2 separate regions of the Sus scrofa genome follow, and region 2 is linked to region 1. A link is a contact called in public Hi-C data. All regions are on one chromosome and are shown on one strand. The core of a region is the stretch at or near the end of the contact, and the rest is flanking DNA. Distances in the headings are between cores, read along the strand shown.

Region 1 (2,700 bases), core at 105-2,604:
AATGGAGAAATCTTTTCACACGACCTGAATGCCCTGTTTCTGTGTTCCCCAAGGTTCCATGTACTCTGTCTAGAACCCAGTTTATAGGTCAAAAGGATTCTGTCTGCACTGGCCAGCCAGACATTTAAGTATTCATTACTTGTGCGTGTGTGTGTGTGTGTGTGTGTGTGTGTGTGTGTGTATTTAATGATGTTTGTGCATGGGATGTTTGTGCTAGGGATTTTGAAATACTGGAAGGGTTTTCCTATTTGCTGGGTGGTTTTAGAATTGAAAGCCATCAGTAGGAAAAAAGAAACAAAGAAAAATATTCTTCTTTCATCTATGTCCCATATTATACAAGTGTTAACTGAAAATAGCACCGATTTTCTGGGAAAGGCTGTGACTGAGACTTTTCTCACCCTTTACCCCTACTCCCCAATTCATGTTTCCTTTTTGCAATGTGGTCATGTGCTTGCCCAAGTCTGGCTTATGAACCGTGTAGAATATTTATGCAGTTTTGTTTTTTAAGTCCTACACTGTGCACATGATGCAGTATTTAATTTGGAATGGGCTCTGAGTTTAGTCACACGTGCTTCTTATGGTGTTTATCTTGGAATCCACAAGTAGGAGGGAAGTACTTTTGCATTTTATACATCTGGACATTGTTCATGATCCTCTTGTGACTTGGGAATTCTGTGTGGGGCAAAATCCAAAGAACAGTATTAAAAATAACGTGGAGTTATAATGACATCTGAGTGAAAAACCATGAGAATACCCTTCTGATCCCAGCAGAGTTTGATTTTGATGTGAATTTTTTCAGTTGTGTGTTTTACTGCTGGCCTGAGTAGATTGCTGGGATTAAGGTTACCTGACACCCTTGCAAGGAGGCTAAGGGGCTGCCAGACTTTCTTAAAGTGTATAGCAGATTTAGCTTTTTGGGGGGAGGAGGAGATTTTGGCCTTGATTTTGCATGAGCTAAGATAGGTGAAGTAAATTCTGCTTACTGTGCTGTGCCTCTGCCACTCTCTTGCACCATAAGCATCTTAAGATGATAAGATGATGATGACCTGTGAAGGTCTTTCCCTTCATTCCCTTGATCCTGCCCCAATCCATTCAGTTTAGAGCTAAAGGTTGATCCTAAGAACACTTCAGGGGCTGTATCAGGACTGAGGAAGGGCGGGCGTCTAGTAACCCTGTCTATCCCCTGATTACCTTTGAGATGTTGTTTCAAATAGGATTGGACAGGTATAGTACAGTACCTCCTTTTGGCTAGGATTCTGCTGGAATGGAAAAAGTGAGATGGGATGTACAGAAGCCTTGCTGCTCGATGAGTGAGTTTGCATATGGACAGTATTGCTTTTTGGCTCCAACCTAGTTTTCTTTCATTCCCATGTCTCATCTTTTATGCAGCTGCAGAGAGCAGGCTGGGAAAGCAGAATGAAAGCTTCAAACAGATTTGCACTTGAATAAAAGAAAGAATGATTTCTCTTAGAGCACAGACCCAATTGAGGAGGAAGCTGTTTGCTTTTTCACTTTCCGAGTAAGGACTGTTTGCTTTTTCCCCTTCAATTGTAATAAAAAGGGGAAAGAGCTAATAAAGTAGTTAGACCTGCTAGTTATATCTGATAGAGAATTTTCAAATGTGCTTAATAAGGCTTCTCCTATGATTATAAAAGAAGTAAATAGTTGGAGGGCAAAAGTCGAAATTCAGTTGAGGTTTTAGAATCAGTTGAATATGAAGTGGTTTGAGTGCTTGGATAAGACTGCTCAAGTAGAAGCTGTTTCTCTTTGCTGGTTTCTTTGGCCTTTCCTTTGGGAACTTTTCCCCTTTACTTTCGTAACGCATTTTGCAACTTTCAGTTAAAAAATATCCATCAAAGTTTAAACTTTTAGCAAATAAACACATCTCGATCCTCTGATGGGAATCACAACATAGCAGAGAATGGCTTGGCTTCAAGCTGGAGAGAGGTTAATAGTAGGACTCCAAGGATTGATACCAAGATCATGCTTGTTTAATGTTTTAATGACTCCAAACGGAAATGGTGAAATCTGCTGATGACACCAAATTGTTTTTGCTGATCCAAACAGGGATTTCTGGGAAGCTTCTTCATAGTATTTGGAAGAGTGGAAGAATTGGGCAATGTGGTAGCAGACACACCAAACTTGAAGTGAAGGTTTATGTGAAGTAGCAGGAATAACACCAGTACATTGAAGTTACAAAGACTGCCAGGTCTTCCAAGAGGAAGACTGTGGCATCCCCTATAAAGGACTTGGCTTTGATTCTTCTTGTGAAAGGAAGATTTAGGACAAAGAACATTTTGATATATAGAAGAGGAAAACTACTGTGGGGATAGTAGTAATTTCCAAGTGATGTCAAAGTTTCTTTGCTAATGCCAGCAGTGGTATAGCCAAATAAATGCTGTTTCCCTCAAATGGTCATGGAAGATTATATAGTCATTTTATGCACTTTTTTGGGGGGGCGGGGATAGCTCCTCCTTCCGACTGTTTTCTAGGGTGGCATGTCTTTATTTTTTAGGTTATTTTAGATTTTTTTGTGTAGCCACTGGTCACTTAGAACAAAGTATGGGAGTAAGATGAATGATCAAACTCGATAAATTTTAAATATAAGTTAAAGAGGCGAAACTAATTTTCTTTTGTTGCTTCAAAATTTTCTGGGGAAAATTATCAATGAGAAAATGCAAAAATAGGGAGTTTCCATCG
Region 2 (2,700 bases), core at 152-2,651, 860 kb after region 1:
CCTGCGAAATTGCTTTATTTTTGTCATCTGGCACTTCCGCCTCTTTTCCTTTGCTCCCGTGGTTCCCCCTCCAGCCTACGCTGCCTGCCCACCCCAGGACTGGTCCTCTCAGTAGCCATCCCTAGCCTGCCTTTCCCCAGCCCTCCTCTTCCAGCAAATGACAACTAATAATAATGATGACGAAAAAGGACAGCATCGGCAATCACCAGGGACACTTACTAGATGCTAGGGGCTGTGCTACAAGCTTCACATGCACTGTTTTGTGCTTAACCCTTTTAACAGCCCTGTGAGGTTGATTTTAACACTGTTCCCATTTTAGGAGTTCCCATTGCGGCTCAGCAGTAGGGAGCTCAATTACTATCCATGAGGTGGCAGATTCAATCCCTGGCCCTGCTCAGTGGGTGTTGGTGGATCTGGCATTGCTGTGGCTGCAGGGTAGGCGGGTAGTTGCAGCTCCCATTCAACCTCTAGCCTGGGAGCTTCCATATGCCTCGGGTGCGGCCCTTAAAAAAGAAAAAAATACTGTTCCCATTTTACAGATGAGGAAAATGAGGTATAGAGAGGTTCTGTATTTGCCCCAAATCAAATGGTCTTGGCCATCTGGATGCTTCCTTTGGCTCCAATTACTGGCAGCCTTATGGTAACAGCTGTTGCGTCTGCATGTGCACACTCTCGCACAATTGTTTGTTTTCTCTTTCCACTGAGAGCACACTGTCCTTGAGAGTAAGGACAGGATAATTCTCTCTCTCCCTCCTCCCCAGCCCCTCGCCCTCTATCAGAGCCTTTGCCAAACTAGGGCCTCTTGTTCAAAGCAGGGCACAACACAGAACCCAAGCAAGCCCCAGCCTCATCCGTAATGGAGCCATCATGTCCCACTCTTCCCTCCCACAGGGCTCTGGCCAGGGTGCCCCCCCACCCCACTCCTGGCTCTCCCCCCTATGGCCCCTGAGAGCTGCCTCCTTAAACTCCCCCCCACCCCAGGGGGCCTCCCAGGCCATCCCCGCTGGCTGATCTCATCTCTGCTCCCACACCCTTCCATTCTTCCCTCCCATCCCAGGGTGTCCAGAGTCTAAACCAGCCGGCTGTGGGGCTAGCCCCCATCTGGAGGAGACCCCACCAAAGGCTGCTCTGCTCCCACCCCAAACACTACCCCCTGCACCGCAAGGGACGGCTGCTGTCAGAGCAGGGTCCAGGCCCAGCTCATCACAGCGGTGTCAGCGGCATTTTTTCACAGTGAGTGGATAGGAAGGGGTCTCCAGGGCTAGCCTGAGGTCTGAGCAGAGCTCGGCTGGCAGGTCCCGGCCTGCTGCCCCACCCCAAGTAATCTTGCACTACTCAGTATCTCCATCACCGTCCAGCCTGGGTCCTGAGGCATTTCCCACTCGGAGCGGTCAGCTTGGCCGGCAGTTCCCAGCCCTCCCAGCACCCGCTTCCTCCTCCCACAAGGTTTCTCTCCTCCAAGACCTCTTAGGGAGTAGATTTTACTTTCCCAGACAAGTTCAGCGATGCAATTTCTCCTCCTAAGAGGTTAGGCTAATTGCTCTTCCCAGAAGAAAATCCTCCGAGGTTTTCCTTGCGGCTAGGTAGGAGGTTTGAAAATTACACCTTCAGGGCATCTTCGGGTTTCTAAATTAAGTCCCGCTCTCGGGGGAGCGGCCACTGGGGAGCACCAGCGCCATCTGCTGGCGCAAAGCAGGATTCCTGGAGCGGATCCCGCACAGCGGCTCTGTGCACAGGCGGGCTCAGCCCTTCCCCGTCAGCTTCGATTATTCTGATGTTAAAAGCTCCGTCACGACATTTATCGTCCCCCGCATATATTAATTGTGTGATTTCCAGGGATGGAGAGACTTAAGTACCAGACGCAAATGTATCAAGATGTATACATTAAATACCTACAGTTTTTCTCAATCAGAACTCAATAAAGCAGTTTTTAGGGGGTGGGTTTTTTTTTTTTTTTTTCTTTTGGTCTTTTCAGGGCCACACCCGCAACATATGGCGGTTCCCAGGCTAGGGGTCTAATCAGAGCTGTAGCTGCCAACCTACACCACAGCCACAGCAATGCCAGCCAGATCTGAGCAGCTCTGCAACCTACACCACAGCTCACAGCAACGCCGGATCCTTAATCCACTGAGCAAGGCCAGGGATCGAACCTACGTCCTCATGGATGCTAGTCAGATTCGTTTTCACTGAGCCACGATGGGAACTTCAAAGCAGGTTGGTTTGTTTTTAAAGTACGAGACACACTGTATATATTAGGCACTGAAAAGTGTATGTATTTCTCTATACACAGATACAAATATACTGCGACATCTAATTAACAATGATCTCTGTCCCTTCTTGTACCAAATCAGATTAGGCAGCTATTATACTATTAGAGTATCTTAAACCATCTTTAAACAAATGGGCTCTCTCAGACATTAAGATGGGAAGCTAAATTAGAAATAATTTTCAGTCTATCAAATTATAAAAGCACATACTCAACCAGTGCAGCAATCCCATTACTGGCAATGAACCCTGCAGACATATCCACATTCACTGGTGCAGAGGAACGAATCCACAGGGACGTCCTCTGCAGCCTCCTTAACACTGGGAACCACCAGGAGGGCACTGGTTAAATAATAAATGATGGCACAACCATGGAATGGAAACTACAGAGCCATTGAAAAGGAGGAGGGAGATGATACCTCGAATATGGAACCA

The links. Hi-C and Micro-C count contacts between places; a contact is called where the count stands out from the background.
Region 2: a contact with region 1 is called in a Hi-C map of skeletal muscle, with 7 times the contacts expected there. The contact joins two enhancer-like sites. A contact is called at or near these places in 1 of 5 promoter capture datasets (liver), 22 of 47 Hi-C or Micro-C datasets (adipose tissue, blood, fetal heart ventricle and 9 more) and 1 of 2 datasets of contacts at active chromatin or transcription factors (skeletal muscle).

What each region holds. Positions count from the first base shown.
Region 1 is chr7:91,674,212-91,676,911 of Sscrofa11.1, forward strand. The region is part of intron 8 of RAD51B (DNA repair protein RAD51 homolog 2); the gene reads left to right. Among named protein-coding and RNA genes, the nearest start is that of RAD51B, 83 kb to the left of the region's middle. Within about 2 kb of position 1,355, at least 25 of the 83 cell types and tissues checked have an H3K27ac peak or open chromatin away from gene starts, as enhancers often do. A contact at or near this core is called in adipose tissue, fetal skeletal muscle, omental adipose tissue and 1 more, where this site is marked.
Region 2 is chr7:92,530,225-92,532,924 of Sscrofa11.1, forward strand. No RefSeq gene overlaps it. Among named protein-coding and RNA genes, the nearest start is that of ZFP36L1, 36 kb to the left of the region's middle. Within about 2 kb of position 1,402, at least 20 of the 83 cell types and tissues checked have an H3K27ac peak or open chromatin away from gene starts, as enhancers often do. A contact at or near this core is called in adipose tissue, fetal skeletal muscle, omental adipose tissue and 1 more, where this site is marked.